Regions from separate parts of the Oryza sativa genome. Here regions 1 and 2 are each linked to region 3. A link is a contact called in public ChIA-PET data. All regions are on one chromosome and are shown on one strand. The core of a region is the stretch at or near the end of the contact, and the rest is flanking DNA. Distances in the headings are between cores, read along the strand shown. Region 1 holds the start of LOC4336522 (cysteine-rich repeat secretory protein 15). Region 2 holds the start of LOC4336525 (elongation factor G-1, chloroplastic). Region 3 holds the start of LOC4336520 (auxin-responsive protein SAUR29).

Region 1 (3,728 bases), core at 460-2,959, 70 kb after region 3:
GTTGGGAACTAAACCGGGCCTTAATAGAAATAAAACTTTCCCTAGATCGTCGAAACATTGTACTACCTCCGTCCCAAAATAAGTGCAGTTTTGCACTATTCACGTTTAACATTTGACCGTCCGTCTTATTTGAAAAATTTATGAAAAAATTAAAAACATTTAGTCACACATAAAGTACTATTCATGTTTTATCATCTAATAGCAATAAAAATACTAATCATAAAAGATTTTTAAATAAGACGGACGGTCAAATGTTGAACGTGAATAGTGCAAAACTGCACTTATTTTGAAACGGAGGGAGTATTTGTAGAGGAGGTTGTCCTAAGTCCACCGTTTCTAACCGAATGCGGTCTTTGATGCGCCCACCTCCGAGCTCCGACGCACCGTACAGGTGGTGGCATCTGAAGTACCCAAGAAGAAGTGCCAAATAATACGACTAGGTGGTGATGGAGACTTGCTGAGCTCTCGTGAAACTGGCCGTTCATTACTTCATTGGACCGACCAAAGACAATCCCCCGACCGGGCGACGAGACCTTGCAACGACGCGCATACGCAGCATCCCCGGGTTGCACCTGCAGTACCGATCGATGAGGCCCGTGTCGGTGTTGGTGGCGCCTGGCGCGCGCGGCAGCATAACCGCTAGTCCGCAACGCGACGCGCGGCAGGGCCGAAACGAGGCCGGAATTCTCGCGCGTCCGCCCGAGCGAATGCATGGCCGCGGCGTATGCTGGTCATCCTCCGCCGCACGCAGGTGGGCCTTGCCGTTACTGTGCCTGAAGAGAACGTTCGGGAGCGTGAGCCGTGAGGTACTAGTAGAGGAGCTGAAAAGACGCGGGTGGTGGCCATATGACGCATTGACGCGAGACACCGGTCCGGTCGCTCTCGCCCACAGCTGTTGCGCGCCCGAATGAAACCTCGGCGCGCAAAGTCGGGCCCTTTCACAGTTTCACCTTCACGCGTTCCTCTTTTTATCTCCACGAATCTAGCTCTCTCGGTTGGCACTTGGCAGGGGGTAAATCTTCCCAAAACAAATTCGCTTATTACACTTCTGGAAGCTACACGTTCGCTACCACGTTAGTTTGTGTGCAGCAAAGGACCCCTTCATGTCAACTTTAGGGTTGCGAGCTTGTTGGCTGGAATACAGAATTACAAAGGTATCATCCGTACCAGCCACGGACGCAACCGCACCCAAGTGAAAAGGGCCGCAGCCTGCAGGAGCCGCGATGAAATCAGCTGTATGCCTGTGTGGAAATGGCAGTTGCTTATTGGCGAAGCAAAAATACTCAAAATCCTGTTCCCATCCCCGTATCCCGGATTCCCAGTCTAGACTGAAGAGGCAGAGCATTCAGTCAAACAGCCTATTGCTCGAGTGCACTCGTCGAAACGGCATTGGTTATCTTCAGACCATATGCCACAGATTATGATAGGTTGCATCCTGTCACTGCCCATACCGTCTTACCCCAATCTGGTACAGCACAAGGATAACTGAATGTACCGAAGCAATCATTCAGAGCATAGTTATCGGGAGGGACCAAAGCCAGTAGACCACTGACCAGAGTCACCCGACCAACCGCTACGAGGTCCAACCGGTGCAAGGAGGATGCATCGCCGTGTCGAGTCGACGTATAAATTCCAGAGACGCCGCGCGCGCGCACCACCACAGACCATCGAGGAAGCGTTAGCTTAACTAAAAAGCTCGCATTTATTCTGGGTGCTCCCCACCACCTTCTCTTCGCTCTCGCGACAGGGACTCGGAAAAAAGCATTCGCCGCTTTGCTTCGACCCAGCCAAGCCTGGGCGTTGCGTAGCGCGCTTCAAGCCAGCAGCTAGCTAGCGCGAGAGCCGTCAGTTCAGTCATGCATCAGCTCGACCGGCTTTGCTACGCCGTCGTCGTGCTCGTCGTGATCGGCGCGACGGTCGCCGAGGCGGCCACCGGCACGTTCATCTACGCCGGGTGCTCGCCGTCCAAGTACCAGCCGGGCACGCCGTTCGAGGGCAACCTCAACTCGCTCCTCGCCTCCATCGCCAACGCGGCGCCCAACGGCGGGTACAACAGCTTCACGGCCGGGAGCAACGGCACCGGGGACGGCGCGGCGGCGTACGGGCTGTACCAGTGCCGCGGCGACCTGGGCAACGCCGACTGCGCGGCGTGCGTGCGGGACGCCGTGGGGCAGCTCAACGAGGTGTGCGCCGCCGCGTACGCGGCGTCGCTGCAGCTGGAGGGGTGCTACGTGCGCTACGACAGCAGCAACTTCGTCGGCCAGCCCGACAACGCCATGGTGTACCGCAAGTGCAGCACCAGCACCAGCGGCGACGGCGACTTCCTCAAGAACCGGGACGCCGTCCTCGCCGCGCTCCAGGGCGGCCTCGCCAACGGGTACAAGGTGAGCAGCTCCGGCAACGTGCAGGGTGTGTCGCAGTGCCTCGGCGACCTCGCCGCCGGCGACTGCACGACGTGCCTTGCGCAGGCGGTCGGCCAGCTCAAGGGCACCTGCGGCACGTCGCTGGCCGCCGACGTGTACCTCGCGCAGTGCTACGTCAGGTACTGGGCCAACGGCTTCTACTTCCGCCCGTCACAAGGTACGCCCAATAGTGCAACACGAATAAGAATTTTTCAGCCTTGCGTTTCAGAGAGCAAGAACCCGAACCAATTCTCCAGCAACCTATCCTGATCAAGTGATCAAGCTTACCATTTGCAAGTTGCCAATTGTCCTAAGCTATCTCGGTTAGATGGTGTAAGTTTAACCGTGTAAAGTACAGTATGGAGAGTCCTTAGCTGAGCAAGTTGTGACGGGAATTGATTCCGATGGGCAATGGGTAAACTTACCAAAGTTGATAGAGAGATAAGGTAGAATGGGTAAACTACATATAGTTAAATTTATTTAGCCACCTATGGCTATCGATCAAATTGCTCAGCTTGCTCAGCTAAGGACGAGAGCAATCACTTGATTGAAGGCAGCCACGCTACTGACAAACCAAAATTTAGCTTGCTGGCTATAGACTACTGCCTGTAAGCCAACAACCCCCCATAACTTACAGACTTATATCTAAGTTACAGTGTCAGTGTCATATATGCAGGAAGCTCCAACGACACAGTTCAGTCATTTTCCTGCAATAAAGAAAAGAGTAAATTTCACAAAACTACACGTTTTATAGTCTAAGTTGCAGAAAACCACACACATTTTGACACTTGGCACTTAAGTACATATATTTTGGTAGTGTAGTTTTACAAAACCACACTATCAATGAATGGATTCACCCGCGAGATGACGTGACTGTTTCACCTAAGACGAGGACATGTCATCTTCGAGTGTGGAACAACCACGTCCTCATCCTAGATGGAACAACCACATCATCTCACAGGTGAATTCATTCATCGATAGTGTGATTTTGTGAAATTAAACTACTAAAATATATGTACTTAAGTGCCAAGTGTCAAAATATGTGTGGTTTTCTGTAACTTGAACCATAAAACACATGTTGTTTTGTAAAATTTACTCTAATAAAATTTGCACGGCTAATCACCTCGGCTTTTCTGGTGGACTGCATGCAAATGACAGTATCATTAGACTCACTTTGGTGGGACATCAGCATTAATCAGAATACCAGATGATCAAGTGGCAGTAACAAAAGGGGCTATTCTTTCCGATCCTAGAAAAAGGAAGAGTAATAAAGATGATTCTAGTACTGAAAAGTTGATGTCAAGGGACAGTAACAAACTAACAATG
Region 2 (3,506 bases), core at 155-2,654, 91 kb after region 3:
TAATCCATCAAAGGCACTTGCCGATCTGTATACAAAAGTAAAATATGTCAATATTAATGTAATCGATAGGTTGAAGAAAGCAATGTAATTTATTTTGGTTGAAAACTGTGAATCTACAAAATGAAAAGTGAAAAGGAATCCAAGAGACTTGGCTTCCAGATCTTATGTAATTAACTTAATGACAAACTTTACTGCAAAATAGAAACTCACTTCTGCACAATATTCATTAGGAGATGCGTAAAAGACAGCAATTAAAAGAAAGTAAAGCATTTATTCAATATGTTGCATCGACAAGATAAGTTACATGCATACAAGTCTATTGTGTAAGAGCAAAATGCCATCGACCATATTCTTTTTGCTAACTACACAAACATGGAGAGGACATTCATTTAATTACATAGCTATGTGTATATTCTATTTTAGATGTTTATGGAGCCATATCCTCGCATCTCTCTATTCCTTGCTTCTCAGTTTGTTCTATTGGGAAGATATTCTAGTACTACAACAACCATTTACAGAAATCAATGCCATGAGTAGTTATGAGCTCCAGAAGAGCTTCTAAACCAATTACTCTTTAGTTAGAAGCAACTTCATCAATGGTTTATCTAACAAAGCAGCAGCCCATCAACAATCCTAAGCACGGTCGCCAGCATGCTGCCTCAACCTTCTCTTTTGCAAAACTAGTAGTAGCAAAAGATCAACTAATACACTATCCAATAGAACACTCCTAAATTCTATAATACTGCGTGATAATCATCTTCAACTCTGAGAAAGAACGAAAGATAATCCTTTTGGCCCATTTCATCGAACACCGTCAGTGCACACTTTACACTGCAGACCATCATCCCCACGTCCAGGGTCAAAAAAAAAAAGAACTGGAACAAACACAGCAAGTAACGCCAGACTGTGGCTCGCTCACCATTGCCGGCCATGGCGACGACCGATAGGCGCGGCCTGCGCGGGCGCGGGCGCGGGCGCGGGCGGACGCCAGCCGCCACCGCCGCGGCGTAGCGGGAGCGGGACGAGGCGGGCGACGGCGCGGGGAAGGGGCGGTGGCCGAGGAGGAGGCGCGAGGCGGACGCGGCGGAGACGGCCGGCCGGCGCGCGGGCCCGGCGGCCCGCAGCACTGGCGCCTCGGTTGCTGCCATGGCTGTCGGCGGGCGGAGGTGGCCGGCTTTTCTCGTCCTTTGCCTCTGCCGCGAGCGCTAGCTCTAGCTCTCCCTCCCTTCGCCTTTTGCCTTAGCCTGCCGCCTGCGCGCGCCGCGGGAGCGTGCGGATGTCGTGGAGGGCTTTATGCGCGCGAGCTGCTGCTGCTGCTGCTGCGGATGGTGGCGATGATGGTGAGGAGGATAATGTCAGCCGCGGGGCTGCGAGGATCGTTTCCCGTCTCACGTTTTGGATTGGCGCCTCATTTCCGGAGACTGCCCGCCTAACTACTCCTTTTTCCCTTTTCTTTTTTTTTCTTTCCAGAATTTCCAGTCCTACCTGGCTACCTGTTCGAATGATTATGCGAAATAACATTATTCCAGTGAAGACACTGTATGATATTTCCAATAGCCAAGCCAGACTGTGAAATAAAAAAAAAATATTTTCTCTTGTCCTCAATTTAGTACTGTATGTTGTAATTTCGAGGTTATGACTGCACTAAAATGCTATGTCATCCTAGAACGTCTTTATATCCAAGAAAAAACATGAAACTATGAGAATACAACTCGATTGTAAACTGACATGTTGTACTGCAATTCACGCACAGGTAATCAGCAGCGATGGAGCAGTAAGTAAAACAGAGCAGCATAAAAAAGTGCAGGCAAAGCAGACACGTCTCTGCATTTTCGACCACGAGCCCCATGGGCCATGGCCCATGTACACAGGTTTGGACGCTTCGGATGTCACCACACAGAGCATCTCACGGCTCCACCCGTCCAACGTGTCCGCGCCCCGCGCGCAGTGAGCCAGTGACCCACTCGCGCCCACTGCCAGTTTCTCGGTCTTTTTCACCCAATTTCGCGTGTTTTCGCTTGGCAAAATAGTACTACTATAGTTGCCACTTTTTTTACGGCGTACGCGTGCCACCGGATGCATTCGTCCGACATTTTGATGGCCTGCTATCAGGCCACGTAGTTGGCAGCTCTACCTGAAGCGAGAGAAATTAAGCCTGGTAGATACCGGAGAAGCCACGTATCTCAGTTCGATGGGAACTTTTAACGGGTGACGCTCACGGCAAGAATATACAGATTATACCGGTTGAGATACCGTCCGGTTGACAACGTACATCTGCATGCTGAGGCTGCAGCACCACAAGATCCATGTTTCAGAATCTCTCGTGATGGTTACAATTTTCCCTTTTGATTTTGGCAACTGAATTCGCAGCAGCAAACCGGTTTATATATCGCTCTCTTATGATTATTTTTAGACGTGAAATAGTCTACCATGAACGATGCTTAAAAGTCGGAATAAGTTTACTTTAGATCCATTCATTTGTCTCGGTGGTTTGGATGGCAGTTTCGACGAACGTGGCACCTGCGTGACTAGTTTGACTTGATCCTCGTCCTACGTAACGGTAACGTGGCATTTAAAACAGAATAGCGGAACCCACATGTCAGTGGGTCTCACCCTCCTCTTCTCCATGGACGGCGGCGCCTTCTTCTCCCCTCTCCTCTTATCACCGTGGGTTGAAAGGGAGGAGATGGAGACCTTGCTCCTTTGGTCATAATCAATGGAACTCGCCATGGGCGTCGTCGTCGCCGCTTCCCGGATCGACGAGACGACGCCACGTGTTCTGCCGCTAGCCTCCACCCTTCCTTGACCCTTCCCTCCGACCAATCTCTCTCCCTTGTCCCCAACCTCTTTGCCTGTCTCCCCCCTCCACCACTCCCTCCTCGTCAATGTCGATGTCACCATCGCTGCCCCTAACTCGCAGCCACCGCCGTCTTGATCTGGTCCGCCCACCGAGACTGCTTGAGAACGAGCAGGTGAGGGAAGTGGAGGTCGAGGATGACGCCAGGGGGGAGGGAAAGAGTGCGGGGAGGCTAGCTAAGGATAGAGCGGTCAGCGAGGCTGAAGCGGACGATGATTGTCTCCCCCTCAACCACCACTCCCTCCTCGCTGATGTTACCGCTACGGACCCCAACTCACCACCACTGTTGCCTTTGATCTGGTCAGCCCACCGAGATTGCTCGAGAGCGGGCGGGGGAAGGAAGTGGAGGTCGAGGACGACACGAGGGGTGCAGGGAGGTTGAATGGGGATGGCACGTTCGGCGAGGTCAAGGCGGACGACGACCAGCAGATTTTGTGCCCTCCTCATCGATGCCACCACCGCCTCCACGTCGCCAGGTGATCCCTCGTCCTGCCGCTCCTCCCCTCGTGGTGGGGGTGGGGCAGGATGCCACCGCCGCTATCCTCTACTTGTCGGGGATGAGCGGGCGTTGCCCATGTTCGGCGCCGCCGTCCATGGAGATTGAGAGGAGGATGGGACCCAATGACATGTGGGCCTCACATTTTTTATA
Region 3 (3,332 bases), core at 753-3,252:
GATAGGGATAAGGTTTTCACAAGTCAGTTATGGGAGCATCTCTTTGAAGGGGCTGGTACTAAATTACACTTTAGCTCAGCTTACCATCCTCAGTCTGATGGTCAGACCGAACGTGTCAACCAGTGCCTGGAAATTTATCTTCGATGTTTTGTTCATTCGGTTCCCACTAAATGGGCTGCTTGGCTGCATCTTGCTGAGTATTGGTATAACACTTCTTTCCATTCTTCAGTGCAAGCTACTCCTTTTGAAGTCTTATATGGCCATTCTCCTAGCCACTTTGGTATTGGGTCGCAAGATTGTGCCATTCCTGATCTAGCTCAGTGGTTGAAAGAAAGAAGATTGATGCAGAATTTGGTTCAGCAACATCTCCACCGAGCACAGCAGCAGATGAAGCACTTTGCAGATAAGAAGCGGAGTTTTCGTTCCTTTGAAGTAGGCGACTGGGTATATCTTAAGTTACAGCCTTATGTGCAAACTTCTGTGGCTGTGCGAGCAAATCATAAGTTGGCTTTTAAGTACTTTGGACCCTACCAAGTTACAGCCAAGATTGGCACTGTGGCTTATCAGTTGCAATTGCCTTCTTCTACTTCTATACATCCAGTTTTTCATGTATCTCAATTGAAATCCGCAATTGGTTTTACAGGCCCGGTTCAACATCAATTGCCGGCATCCACTGCTCCTTTACAAGTTCCATTGCGTATCTTGGACAGGAGGTTAACAAAACGAGGTAATTCTGCTGTTGCTCAAGTTCTTATTCAGTGGTCTGCATCTGTTCCAGAGGACGCTACTTGGGAAGATCTGGACGATCTTCGCTCAAGGTTTCCCGCAGCATTGGCTTGGGGGCAAGCCAATTCTCAAGGAGAGGGGCTTGTCAGGGACTCTCAAGATCATCCAGGAGATATCTCGCAAGGCTCAACTGCAGAAGAACCAGAAGAAGAAGAAGGAAGCCGTCCTGAAGTTGCTGATGAAGCTGGTAGCAGAGAAGATAAGGAGGAGGTGATCCAGACTTCAGGTGACAATCAAGCCTGGGTTGCAACTCGGCGTCCAGTCCGTGAGAGGAGGCCCAATCCGAAGGTCCACGGTCCAGAGTGGGTGGCGTAAGGTATCAGCTCGCTTGTGAGCTGGCGCCGGAGAGAGAGAGTGGGTTGGTTGTAATAAATCAAACGAACAACACTAGAACAATTCGGGAATTGGCATCTGGAGGCGTTGGCGGCGGCGGCTCGGTCCTGTTGGATCTGAGAAGTAACAAATATTGCCACTAAATTCGTGAATTGTGAAGCGTGTTCTTGAGAGCCCCTAACAATATGCCAGAATAGTTTCGTATCAATGCATAACAGTGTGCCACGTACAGCCAGTAGCAGCTACTACAATCTAAACTGCACGGCAGTATCGCGACATTCCTAGACCTAACCTGGAAGCATTTCTCTGTTGTTCCGAAACAAACCCGATATTGTGGGAACTTCACAGCAAAGACTGCTTCTAAACCCCTTCCTGTTGGGGACTGACGTCGACCAGGAGCTACGTATGCTGAAATCTCAAAGACGCTTTTGTGCTGGGTGCCAAACTCTTGCTAGATTGCAAGGAGATATACAAGTTGAAGGCATTTATCCAACTCAATTTTTAAGTACGTGAGTCTATCACGCCAGTAGTCGCGGAAAGCGAAGAAAGCAGCGTAGCCGAACGGGTCGGGCGGGCGAGCTCTCACTGTCCAGCTTAGCCCAAGGAATCATGGACCACCGCCCGCGCGCAGCCACACCAGCCATTACCGAACAAACGCCGCCTGAACCACCAGAAACCCCGGTAAATCCTAGCCAAAATCCTCGCACGAATCTTAGCCTGTGGCCAAACGCCAAAAAACAAGCGGAACGCAAATGGCATCAGCTTTTTTTTTTTAATTTTTTAATGCTTTTTAAAAATTTTTAATCGAGATCACACGCTCAGTTGTGCGCTCCGCGGTCCGCGCCCGTGCCCTATAAAACACTCGTTTCTCTAGCCTCACCGCGCTCCCACTTCCTCCCGTTCTGGCTCGCCACTCCTCCCAAAGTCCATTCAACTCACCCACGTAGGAAGGTGGAAGCGGTTTCTTGGGGTTTGGATATGCTAAAGCGGTCGCATGGAGGGTTCCGGCTGGGGCGGAAGCTGCTCAGTGCCTGGCGATGGGCGCTCTGCTGCCGGCGCCGGCGCCGGCGGGGCTACCTGCGCCTGCAGACGACGTCGGGTGGGTGCGGCGGCGCTTGCAAGGAGGGGAGCGAAGAAGCCAAGAGGCTGGCCCCGGTGCTGCGGTGGGGGCGGTCGCTGGTGCGGCGGCTGAGCCTCGGGCGGAAGGACGGCGGGCGGCGGCGGATTCTGGACGAGCCCGTGTCGACGCCCAAGGGGCAGGTGGCGGTGTACGTCGGCGGCGGCAACCCCGGCGAGTCGCTGAGGTACGTGGTGCCGGTGGTGTACTTCAACCACCCCATGTTCGGGGAGCTTCTGAGGGAGGCCGAGGAGGAGTTCGGCTTCCAGCACCCCGGCGGCATCACCATCCCCTGCGCCGCGTCGCGGTTCGAGCGCGCCGCCGCCGTGGCGGCCGCCGGGAAGAAGGCGTTCGGCAGGTGGTAGCATCAGGCGGCGGATGGGGATGGTGTAAATATGCGTTCCATCAGAATGGGCTGATTTTGTTCTCTTGTTCGGTTCTCTGTTTCTCCATGGATTTAGCTAGTCATTTAGAGGCTAATTTTTTTCTCGACATGTGCGTGCCGGGATCATCTTGGAATCATTAACGGAGTAACAGTTGTCTTTTTTTAGCTTTTTAGTTCCGATGTTGTTTACAAATCCAACTTGGACGGATCGATCATGGTGTTGATGAATTTCCCATTTTCTCCCAGATGAATCTAGCTGGAGAGCAACTAATCACCAAAGAACTCTCGCGCTAGAACAAAACATCAGAAACAATGAATCTGACGTTCAACTTTCACTACTGGACTACACCCAAATTTCCTGTTCTCAAAAGAGAGAAAAAAAATGGCCCCCAAATCCCCTGCAGTCGACCTGTGAGCTATGACACCCGTCGTTTGCTTGGAAATTTGTCATGACTCATCAGCAGTCAGTCACGCAGTTCAATTTTCTGCCACGCCTGGTACTCACCACTCACCAGACTGCCTACACCGTGGACTGGGGATGCTTGGAGGCGTGTGCCATTGTGAGACCTTCCCCCTGGAAGGTGGGAAAACTAGGAACATCAACGGCCGCTGTACCTTGTACGAACCCGTACAACCCTCATCCGTACTTGCACCTCCACGCTCGATCTGGTACCGGCAGTGGTAGTTGGAGCATGCTGTCCTCGCCGTGCC

The links. ChIA-PET counts read pairs in DNA pulled down with a chosen protein or histone mark.
Region 1: a contact with region 3 is called in an RNA polymerase II ChIA-PET map of leaf, with 9 times the contacts expected there. The contact joins the promoter of LOC4336522 here to the promoter of LOC4336520 in region 3. A contact is called at or near these places in 2 of 15 Hi-C or Micro-C datasets (leaf and an unstated tissue) and 3 of 4 datasets of contacts at active chromatin or transcription factors (leaf and seedling).
Region 2: an H3K9ac ChIA-PET map of seedling shows a contact between it and region 3, with 4 times the contacts expected there. The contact joins the promoter of LOC4336525 here to the promoter of LOC4336520 in region 3. A contact is called at or near these places in 2 of 4 datasets of contacts at active chromatin or transcription factors (leaf and seedling).

The regions. Positions count from the first base shown.
Region 1 is chr4:27,403,511-27,407,238 of ASM3414082v1, forward strand. LOC4336522 (cysteine-rich repeat secretory protein 15) reads left to right here and starts at 1,710. Exons shown (of 3, transcript NM_001419716.1): 1 at 1,710-2,580. The coding sequence starts at 1,857.
Region 2 is chr4:27,424,927-27,428,432 of ASM3414082v1, forward strand. It overlaps LOC4336525 (elongation factor G-1, chloroplastic), which reads right to left and starts at 1,405. Exons shown (of 4, transcript XM_015781040.2): 1 at 920-1,405; 2 at 1-25. The coding sequence starts at 1,148.
Region 3 is chr4:27,332,837-27,336,168 of ASM3414082v1, forward strand. LOC4336520 (auxin-responsive protein SAUR29) reads left to right here and starts at 2,003. Exons shown (of 1, transcript XM_015778742.3): 1 at 2,003-2,831. The coding sequence starts at 2,098. The coding sequence ends at 2,601.